Linked DNA regions of Zea mays: region 1 is linked to region 2. A link is a contact called in public Hi-C data. All regions are on one chromosome and are shown on one strand. Each heading gives the region's core, a stretch centred on a gene start, on an enhancer-like site or on the middle of the called end of the contact. The rest is flanking DNA. Distances are from core to core; before and after follow the strand shown.

The links. Hi-C and Micro-C count contacts between places; a contact is called where the count stands out from the background.
Region 1: a contact with region 2 is called in a Hi-C map of ear, with 3 times the contacts expected there. The contact joins the promoter of LOC100272243 here to the promoter of LOC100382308 in region 2. A contact is called at or near these places in 6 of 25 Hi-C or Micro-C datasets (bundle sheath, ear, leaf and 2 more).

What each region holds. Positions count from the first base shown.
Region 1 is chr8:70,710,377-70,715,756 of Zm-B73-REFERENCE-NAM-5.0, reverse strand. It overlaps LOC100272243 (Guanylate-binding family protein), which reads left to right and starts at 2,233. Exons shown (of 14, transcript XM_008656297.4): 1 at 2,233-2,627; 2 at 4,005-4,166; 3 at 4,439-4,504; 4 at 4,639-4,782; 5 at 4,954-5,067; 6 at 5,165-5,266. The coding sequence starts at 2,382.
Region 2 is chr8:70,207,893-70,214,017 of Zm-B73-REFERENCE-NAM-5.0, reverse strand. It overlaps LOC100382308 (HSP40/DnaJ peptide-binding protein), which reads left to right and starts at 4,366. Exons shown (of 3, transcript NM_001175057.1): 1 at 4,366-4,632; 2 at 4,729-5,180; 3 at 5,523-6,125. The coding sequence starts at 4,468. The coding sequence ends at 5,961.

The DNA of each region.
Region 1 (5,380 bases), core at 984-3,483, 500 kb before region 2:
AGCTTTGTGGTGTTAGAGAAATAAGATTTAGTTCGTTTTATATTTATCATTTATTTTGTAAGACTTCTGCTATATAATAAGTACATTCATGATATTTATGACATTTATCTCTATGCACTCTGTTATTATATGTGTGTTGTTCTTTCTTGGCGCACATATGAGATGCACCCGGCTTTATCCCTTAAATCCGGGTGTGACAACTATAGAGGAGAAGGACAAAACTGAAAAAAATACGAGTAATGGTAAAAATGAGGAATGTGGCAAAATTAAGGGTATTAATTTATAATAAAATGATAGAGGCATTAGCTTTATTAGGTAGACGAGCGGCCTGGTTCAAACAAATTAGGTGCTAAATCTACTTTTTACAAGTTTTTAGGTACACTTATTGATTTGGAATATTTAATTTTGATTGCTAGTATCTCTACATATCTCGAATATTTTTTAGAAGTGTCTAGAAACTTAGACACATTTTACCAGATTTTTTCATTTAAAAAGTGACAAACCCCACTTATCTAGAGGGAGGCAACTTATCGAAGACAAAAGTTACCTTTTCTAATTCAATCTCTTTTCTTCACTTTTTTATATTCTCTATATATTAAAGCTACTATATTTTCTAATTCTACGATTTCCATAATCTTTTCACATAATTATGTATAAATAGAGACTCAAACCATGATTATTGATTTTAAAATATATATATTCATACGTACCTAGCCAACAAATGTATATGTGCTTATGCTTTATATTTTATAATTAAAAAATAAAAATCATAGTAATATATGAGCACTTTATTAATCTATATCTATACTATACTTAAAGCATCAGTTTTAACGGTCATTCCGCGTCATTTTTTTTACAAATAACTTCTCGTAGCTATTTCAAATTAACCTGATACACGCCTATAGATGGCCAAATGGCGGCCCGGCACGAGCCAAACGTCTGTGGGCCATAACTCTGGCCAGGCATGTCATGTCGACCTGCTGACTGTGTCGGGCCAGCTCGTTAGCTCGTCGTCCCATTTGATTAAATCAACATAAAATGTTAAAAAAACGGTGTAGGAGGTGAGGTTTGAACCAATGCCGTGATGAATGAAGGGCGGGACACACTGGGTGAAGCTATCTAACCAGTGGAACATCATGCTTATATATTTTTAATAATTAATATAAAAATATAAATTGTATATATGTATATACGTTTTTTGTAAAATAAAAAAATATAATCGTGTCGGACCGGGCCAATACTACGGGCCGAGGCTACAGCACAAGCACGACACAACGTTCTTGGCTCTTGCAAACATTAGGTCGTTTCTGAGACCACATTGGCGCAATGAACTCAATGGTGTTTGAGGTTGTTGAATTGGATGGAGCAACAATGATTTGTTACACTAACAGTAAAATGAAAGGTTATTTGTTGGTTCTAAACGTTAGTAATTGCTAGAAAGTAGCATAATTTATATGGAGTGCATACAATTTTTATTGATTCCTGACTTTAGCAATCACTCCATATTTTGATCTATCTTTTTTATAAGTTTGAGTTCATGAGACTTATTTTAGAAACTTGAGCCCACAAACTTTCTCTTATTTGGTCTCTGTATGGTGGAATTATATTATTTTATAATCTCTGTTCGTTTAGTGAGTCGTTGTGAACTCTCTTCTAATCGCTCACTTTATTGGTCGTGTTGTACCAAGACATATTGGATGAAGTAAAAATAATATCAGTTAGCCAAATCAAAAAATATTATATGGAGAGTAGAGACAATTAATAAAAAATCTTGAATTTTTTTAGTAGATAATTTACATAGGTATTGTTGTAAGACGTCGCAACGCACGGGCAACCCACTAGTATATTTTATTTGACACTCCCAATATTGTCCAGACGACGAGCCACGATGATCAAAGAGCAGTATAAAAAACTGACTTACAAACAAACAATTTTTGTTTAATTCTTGCGGCAAGTCCCACAAATCTTGGTCCGTGATTTAAATAAAGGCAAAATATTTTGAATAGAAAAAAAAACAAGTCCAGGTCACAAGCTCAGCACCGACCTGCTGAATTCAAAGAAGAAAGAAAAAGAAACGGGAAGCCTTTCTGGACGGATCAAGGCCCAACAGTCCATCTCAGCAGCACAGAGACGCAGCGCGTGAAGCCCACTAAGGGCAGCCGCGTGGCCCACGTCGCGTCGTTCCAACGCAGCGGCGGGAACCGACGTCGGCTCAACCTCCGCCAGCGACCGTGTCGTTTCGTTGCTTTTGCTGAACCTTGGAGGGAGGGACGAGGGCATTCGCGATCCCTGCTGAACCCGCCTTTCCCTCTCCCCATTTTTTGAAAGCAGAAAAAACACAGGCTCACGGACCTCTCCTTGCCGTCGGCGGCGACTTCGCGATGTTCCAGATGCTGGGCCTCCGCGGGGGGAGCCCCAGCGCTGGCGAGGCGACCCCCGTCATGAGCGGGGACGGCGGCGCGGTCGCGGGTCCCGCGCGGCCGCTGCGCCTGGCGTACTGCGACGAGAAGGGCAGGTTCGTGATGGACCCCGAGGCGGCGGCGGCGCTGCAGCTCGTGAAGGGCCCCGTCGGGGTCGTCTCCGTCTGCGGCCGCGCGCGCCAGGGCAAGAGCTTCATCCTCAACCAGGTACGGCGCGCGATGGGGCGAGTTGGTTTTTTCGGGTGACGCCTGGGTCTGTGCGTCGACGGTGCGGTGCGCGGCTACGGTTTCGGCGTTGTTTTTCTGAGATGGATGACCCGCTGGTTTAGTTTGGGGCTTCGGCCGGACCTTTGAAAGTTCAAGTGATAATTTTTGCAACTTGATTTGTAGGGTTTATGTAGAATCTTGTCTTCTAGGGTTTATTGACTCATTGACTGGTGGAATTGTAGCTTTTGCCCGCAATTCGGAAATATGTTGCGAGTTGACAGTGCGAGAAGCATTAGGATAATAGAACTCAACATGCGTGCAACTTTCAGTCAGAGACAGGGAATTGAAATTTAAGGAGTATCAATGTGTGTGGCTTAATTCCTCATGAAATGGTTATGGGTTAAGACGTGTTCATACATTAGGTGTGTGGTTCTTGTTAGCAACATCAGTGTTTCAAAGGAAGTTTATGGACTTAAACCACAATTTGACCACCTTACAGGATTGTGACATATCCCAGTATTAGAATGGTGTATTGCACTTTTATTAGCAAATGAATGCTTTCTCTTGACTGTAGGAGTATTGGCTTTTTGATTGTAGGTGTGTTATCTCCTTTTAAGGATTAGTCCGGTTGTCATCGTGCAATTAGTCCATGGAACCTTTTTATGTTCTGGAATCATATGAACGTTACATTTCCATGCTTGGGTGGTGCTAAGCATAGGATTCTGCAAAACCAAACAAAGAACTCCGTGAGTAATAATTGACAAAAGCTGGTGGGTGCCTAGGATGCGAAAAAAGTGTAGGAAGTAGGAACACAAAAGTTTGGTTAAACATCACTACGGGCTTCAACTTGTTTAAACAGTTATTCACTTATTTGATTTAGACTTGTAAAAGATGAAGGGATGGTGTGGTACAAATTGACTAGGACTCTAGGAGCGAAGATTACTTCTAATTTTTAAATGGCATATAACAGAACATTATCAATTACTGTTCATTTTTAAATGGTCTGTTAGCATCTTCATTTTGTTAGCGTCATACTGGTACAAAGTCTTTAAATGACTTCAGTAATTTTGTAGTTTTAATTAAGGTATGGGAAAATTGCTGCTTCTAGGTATTCTAGGTTATAGATTCAAGAGTTTACTGTTTCCTATTTTTCTTTTTCTAGATGGTAAGTGTGTACACTAAAGCTTCTCAGTTTCTTTAACCTCATTTGGATCCATGAAATGAAATTTAGAACGTATTAGTAATTTTAGATGAGGTGTCATTCTTACGAGTCACTATATACCCCATACCTAGCTTTAATATAAGTTGATGTTCTTTCATCGACGTTATTTTTGTTTAATTCTCTGCATCACTTGATAAAATTGACACTCTATGTAGCTTCTTGGGCGAAGCAGCGGTTTTCAAGTGGCTTCAACACATCGTCCTTGCACAAAGGGACTTTGGATGTGGAGTACGCCTTTGAAGAGAACTGGTTTGGATGGAACTGAATACAGTCTTGTGTTGTTGGATACTGAAGGAATTGATGCTTATGACCAAACGGTATGTACTAGCGGCTTACCCTTGAATTAACAGCCTATTATTTAGAATTGACAATGATGTGTGCTTATTGATGTTAACAATTATGATATTTTTTAATTGGACCCACACCTTTTTTTGTTGAGCTGCACTTTTGGGTGAATCAGAATCATAGCACTGAAGTGTGTTGACTATAGCTTACTTCTCTGGTGATCTTATTTAGTTGTTTGTGTAATACTGCATATATTTGGAATTTCTGCAATGTTGTCTCATGTGTACTCTTTCCATTTTGGCAGGGGACCTATAGCATCCAAATATTTTCCTTGGCTGTTCTGCTGTCGAGCATGTTCATCTACAACCAGGTACATTTCTGAACAAATGAATTAGTCATCTTTCGAACATGGAGGGAATTGTAGACTGATACTTAGGTGCTTCAGTTGTAATTGTTTTCATATTGAAGGACACTAACCTCCGAGCCTTTTGCTACTTATTCTAGATGGGAGGTATAGATGAAGCTGCATTGGATCGTCTCTCACTGGTCACGGAGATGACAAAACACATACGTGTCAGGGCCTCAGGTGGAAGGTCCACTGCATCTGAACTTGGGCAATTCTCTCCTGTCTTTGTTTGGTTGTTGCGAGTAAGATATTTCATTGCCTTTCTCTTGATATTAATTATGTCTACTGAATACTGAATGCTTTGAATGTTCCCTAGTTGTGTATCATCTTATAATTCGTCAAACATAACATCAGGTCCTGTTATGCATCAGACACCTTTGGCATGTGATGACATTGTGCTTCTTTTCCTACAGGACTTCTACCTGGATTTGACAGAAGACAACAGAAAAATTACTCCAAGGGATTACCTAGAACTAGCACTAAGGCCAGTTCAAGGTGGAGGAAGGGACATATCTGCAAAGAATGCGGTACGACAGATTTTTATGGGTGAAATGTAGTTATGTACTTCTGCTTAGGTAACTTGAGATATGGACTATTCTTATACTTATTTTGTTGTTCTGGAAGATAAGGGAGTCCATCCGTGCCCTTTTCCCAGATAGGGAATGCTTTACTCTTGTGCGACCTGTGAACAATGAGAAAGATCTCCAACGCCTGGATCAACTTTCTGTAAGTATTTCTTGAACTACAGTGAATGGTCTGCTGTTTGTGGCCTTGTACTTAAAATGCTCAACACATATCATACATACATGATAGGTAGAGTCAAACTTCTCTGAACTCTTA
Region 2 (6,125 bases), core at 3,117-5,616:
CCCCCTGCTTCCGTAAGGGAGCTGAGAGCCGCCGTCGTCACAGGGCTAGCGGGGCGCCATCATTGCCTATCTGGCGGAGCTAGCCAGATGGGACACCGGTCTTGTTCTCTGTGGCCCGAGTCGGCTCGGGGTAGAGTGATGATGGCGCTTCCTGTGGACGTGGCGGGCCTGTGCCTTAGGTCGAGCGACGTGGAGGCTCCTCCGAAGCCGAGGTCGAGTCTGTCTTCCATGGCCGAGGCCGAGCCCGAGCTCCTGGGTCGGGCGAGGCGGAGGTTGTTCGGCAGAGGCCAGGGCGGAGTCCGAGCCCTGGGGTCGGGCGAAGCGGAGTTCGTCGTCTTCTGGGGCTGAGCCCGAGTCCGAGCCCTGGGTCGGGCGGAGCGGAGTTCGCCGTCTTCCGGGGCCTTAGCCCGTGTCCGAGCCCTGGGTCGGGCGGAGCGGAGTTCGCCGTCTTCCGGGGCCTTAGCCCGAGTCCAAGCCCTGGGTCGGGCGGAGCGGAGTTCGCCGTCTTCCGGGGCCTTAGCCCGTGTCCGAGCCCTGGGTCGGGCGGAGCGGAGTTCGCCGTCTTCCGGGGCCTTAGCCCGAGTCCGAGCCCTGGGTCGGGCGGAGCGGAGTTCGCCGTCTTCTGGGGCTGAGCCCGAGTCCGAGCCCTGGGTCGGGCGGAGCTTCCTATGGCGCCTTTGGCAAGGCCTGACTGCCTGTCAGTCTCACTCTGTCAAGTGGCACTGCAGTCGGAGTGGCGCAGGCGGCGCTGTCCTTCTGTCAGACCAGTCAGTGGAGCGGCGAAGTGACGGTGGTCACTTCGGCTCTGCCGGAGGGCGCGTGTCAGGATAAAGGTGTCAGGCCACCTTTGCGTTAAATGCTCCTGCGACTCGGTCGGTCGGCGCGGCGATTTAGTCAGGGCTGCTTCTTAGCGAAGGCAAGGCCTCGGGCGAGCCGGAGATGTGTCCGCCGTTAAAAGGGGGGGCCTCGGGCGAGACGGAAACCCCTCGGGGTCGGCTGCCCTTGCCCGAGGCTAGGCTCGGGCGAGGCGTGATCGAGTCGCTCGTATGGACTGATCCCTGACTTAATCGCACCCATCAGGCCTCTGCAGCTTTATGCTGATGGGGGTTACCAGCTGAGAATTAGGCGTCTTGAGGGTACCCCTAATTATGGTCCCCGACAAATACAGGTTGCTTTATGTTTATGTCGATGATTGCATGCAGGTTACTGTTCCTGCCCTAAAATTTGGTAACAAGTTACCCCATTTACATGTAGGTTATTATTTCTGTTCTGTTTATAGTACTCCTTTATTGCAATGCTTGAAGATTCATCGTCGCATGGTATACAAACCCATGCTTAGGTTCAAGTAGTTGGAATGGTTTGAGGATATCGACCTGCTCCACGCCCATTTGCTCGCTTCGTGATCTAAAGACGTCGTGGAGGGGGAGGGGCTTGAAATTACGTCTGCCACCATGAAAACAATTAATCCATGCATATGTGTGTGAACCAGTTCACCGGTGAGAGCAAGTCGGTGCCCCTTCCACATGGCAGAGAAGAAGTCACAAAAGGTTTACACATCGAATTTGTTCTCATGTTCTTCAGGAGTATGAATATCCTCTAGGTGGACTCTGTTGCAATTTTTAGTTCCGTGAATTTGTTTATTGCGGTATCTATAGCCTATGTGATGTTTAGATGATCTGACTCCTGGAAGACGTCCTAATTGGGATTAAGGCTCGAGGTAATTTAGGTATTGGCTTAGTTCCAGTTCTAGGCAACATAGTAATTCCCATTTTTCTTATAATGATGTGAATCTTAATGTTTTGACAATATGATATTAGAACAATCATTTTATTCTAACATTTTTCATGATATGGTGTGTACTATACAGGCAAGAGCAAGTCTCTAATCTTTTTTAACGCAGGCTACATCAGTGAGACATTGCAGCTCATACGAGTCTTGAAAGACGTCCTGATTCCGATGAAAGCTCGAGGTGATTTGGATATAAGCTTAGTTCCAATTCTACGGGACATAGTAAATTCTATTTTTTTTATAATGATGTGAATCTTGATGGTTTGACACTATGGTTTTAGGACAATTATTTAATCCTAACCTTTATCATGACTTGGTGTGTAATGTGCAGGCAAGAGGAGGTCTCTAATCACTTCTAAAGTAGGCTACATCACTGAGACATTGCAGCCATAATAGAAGAGGTACATGATCTCGATGTTATACTCCTTATCTATATTTGATTTGCAGGGGCATTAATAGTTGTACATTACTTACAGAATGTACATTTTGCATTACACCTTATTTACGGTTATTCTTTTGTTTGTTTTTTGTTCAAATTGTAGGTGTATGAGGTTCAGCTGCTAATGGTCCTGTGATTTTGCATTTCTGCCATCATCATTATCATCATCCTTGGTCAATACAAATACCGTTCCAAGGGAGTCACATAGTTCACTGTAATTAATTAAAAACCCTATTTTTAAGGGCAGTAAATTAAATCAGTGAAATAATGAAGCACAAACCATCTTACTTTTTCTCGATACATTGTTAACTTTACTTGAAATCTGACTTATTTACTTATTAATTTTATATGTTCATTCGCTATTTGGGATCGTACAAACCCATCACCAAAAACTACGAGTTCTACTGAACACAGATATGCCTTTTCCATTGAAGACAATGCAGTGTTGTTCTTTTCATCTTTTAATTTCCATTGAAACAATATAGTTTATCCGATAAACAAACTGTAGTCAGTTTTTTACCCCAACTTTTTTTTCAAGAAAATATACAACATAGTATTTAAACATGCCCCTTAACTGCATAAATAAATGATTGTACAAGTCAGCAGCCATATTCTATTTAACAACGTTTTTATGTCCATACATGGTAATTTGTATACACAAAAACATAATTTATTACCACACATACTACATATGTGTTTTACATATCCTCACACAAAGAGCGGGATCAAATCTAGGCTACTCAATCTCAGGTAAGAAGGATTTTCTTCCTCCCATTCTTGAATTGTCGTGATCCTACTTTCTTATACTAAGGGGATATTCTACGTTAATGTGCATTTAATACTCATGGTGGTTGTTAATAATTTTTTTCTAAGAACAAAAACCTTAAGTGACTACATGATGTTTTCTTAGTACTAACTAATAAGTTGCGCAGTTGCTCCAGAATTCTACAAGCTTAGGTACAATAATATAAGTTGTTACCATATTATTATATTGCTAAGGATTCCTAACTGTTTTGATACTTCTGAGTATCTTGATTTGTTGTTTTCTTCAGGTGATCCATGATTAATTGATGGAGAATTTCTTGACAAGTTTGACATTGTTATACTTAGCATTGCATCTCTTAAAATGAAGTTGCATATTCTTCTCTAGAAATAGTTATACTTTTTAATATGTCACTTCAGTAACTCTACAGAAAGTTTTCATGCTCATGATGCTTTTTTCAGTTGTTTATTAATGAAAACTGCCGAAAGAGCAGCAAACACATTGTGTTTTATACTATAAACTGCGAGGATTCATGTGAAGTATTTATTGATTTACAGAAGCATAGTTATGTTAAGGTATGTTGCATACTTAAAAGTGATTAACATTGATTTTTAATGTTCAGATCTAGCAAAAGGTATACCTTTATGACCTAAGTATACATGTGCAACCACTTGCAATTGAAGTATGTTCTGCCTATAATATATGTTCATTTTCTTCAAAACTATAAATGGACATATATGCAGATAAAATGTTAAACTCATCGATGTTTCCCTTCTATATGTTTGCACTGAAAAAATGTGTCATAAAATGTGAGAAAAACCATATGTTCAAAACTATAAATAGTTTACTGAACTATCTCTTATATTATGAAATGTGTATGTATATGTACAACTTGCTTGAAACAATATAATATTGTTACAACTTATAATACACCCTTTTATCTTACAACTACTTCAAACACTGGAACCTGGTTTCCTTTGCTTTGCTCTTATATGTTTATTTACTCTCAAACATATATACAATCATTATACATTATACTATGCTGCTAAACGGATCGATACCCAGGCATGGGCGGGCGCCATACACTAGTAGTACTACTGTAGCAGTTAAAATCTATTGAATCTGTATGAGATATTTTGAACTGGATTTTCAGTATCCCATTGGATCCAAACGGCGCCGAAGCTGTCTGTGCAGTGTGCACATCCGTCTCACGTCACTTGAAGAGTCGTGGGAGCTCCTGCCCCTTCCAGAAGCTTCCGCACTCGTCGCCAGACCGGGCTCGTCGCCTCCAGGCCTCCTCTATCCAGACGCTTCTCACTTCCCCTTTTGTCTCCTCCCGTCTCCTCCCCCGTACCAAACAAACCTCACCGAGTCGCAACTCGCAAGGACAGTGAAAACGCCCAAACGAGCGCGGGCACGCCAACCAAAGCGGCGAAGCGCGAAGGAAGGAAGGAAGGAAGCAAGCAAAGCAGCAGCCATGGGGCTTGACTACTACAAGATCCTGGGCGTCGACAAGGGCGCCACCGACGACGACCTCAAGAAGGCCTACCGCAAGCTCGCCATGAAGTGGCACCCCGACAAGAACCCCAATAACAAGAAGGAGGCCGAGAACAAGTTCAAGCAGATCTCGGAGGCATACGATGTAAGTGTGCGTGCGTCCGGAGAAATCCATGCCGGACTCACTGCCCAATCGAGCGAATGTCGTGACCCGCTCTTGCTCTATGTTGTCGCCGTGCAGGTCCTCAGCGACCCGCAGAAGCGCGCGGTGTACGACCAGTACGGCGAGGAGGGGCTCAAGGGGCAGGTGCCGCCGCCGGGCGCCGGCGGGGCGGGCTCAACCTTCTTCTCCACCGGCGGCGACGGGCCGACGGTGTTCCGGTTTAACCCGCGCAACGCGGATGACATCTTCGCCGAGTTCTTCGGCGGCTCCAGCCCCTTCGGCGGCATGGGCGGGAGTGGGATGCCCGGCATGCGGGCCGGCGGGTCGAGGTTCTCCTCGTCCATTTTCGGGGACGATATGTTCGGCTCTGCGTTCGGCGGCGGCGGCCCGGACGGGCACGGCATGCACACCGGCGGACGTGCCGTGAAGGCGCCGGCCATCGAGCGGAAGCTGCCGTGCAGCCTGGAGGAGCTGTACAAGGGCACCACCAAGAAGATGAAGATTTCCAGGGAAATTGCTGACGCCAGTGGGTAAGTGCCTGCTCTCTCTTCTCATCTCGGTCCCAGCATCGTTTATTTACTGTTCTTAGTTAATAGTATTTGAAATTGAACCGGCGACGCCTTAAAATTGCTTGAGCTAACTGGATGAAGTGATCCCTGCCAGATTTATGCTTGGTTAATTTCTGCTGTTGAATTCAAGCTGAACTTGCATCAATGTGTAGCTCACTCGGTTGAATTAAATTATTTGTATTTGGCCATTTGGGTGCGCCAACTTGTTTGGCTCGTGAGCTAGCTCCAGAACCCATTAAAAAAAGAGAGCTGAGCTCCATTTGCAGCTTGTGTACTGACCACTGCTACCCTGTGTGTGTGCAGGAAGACGATGCCAGTGGAAGAGATCCTAACGATCGACGTGAAGCCCGGGTGGAAGAAGGGCACCAAGATCACGTTCCCGGAGAAGGGCAATGAGACGCCCCACACGATCCCGGCGGACCTCGTCTTCATCATCGACGAGAAGCCGCACCCGGTGTTCACCCGCGACGGCAACGACCTGGTGGTGACCCAGAAGGTCCCGCTGGCGGAGGCTCTGACGGGGCACACCGCGCGCCTGGCGACGTTGGACGGGCGCATCCTGACGGTGCCCATCAGCTCCGTGATCCACCCGGGGTACGAGGAGGTGGTGCGCGGCGAGGGCATGCCCGTCCCCAAGGACCCGTCCAGGAAGGGCAACCTCCGGATAAAGTTCGACATCAAGTTCCCGGCGAGGCTCTCGGCGGACCAGAAGTCCGGCGTCAAGAGGCTGCTCGGGCAGTAGAGCGCCTCGTGTTCTGGTGTGCTGTGTGTCAGACATTTTCGTGTTGGTTGATCTTGAACTGGGGGATGCTGCCATTTGCAGCGTCCGTGACGACGACGACGAGGAGGCAGGCCACCGAGCGCTGAGTACAGAACAAGCTAGTGGTGGTATATGGTTGAGACCTT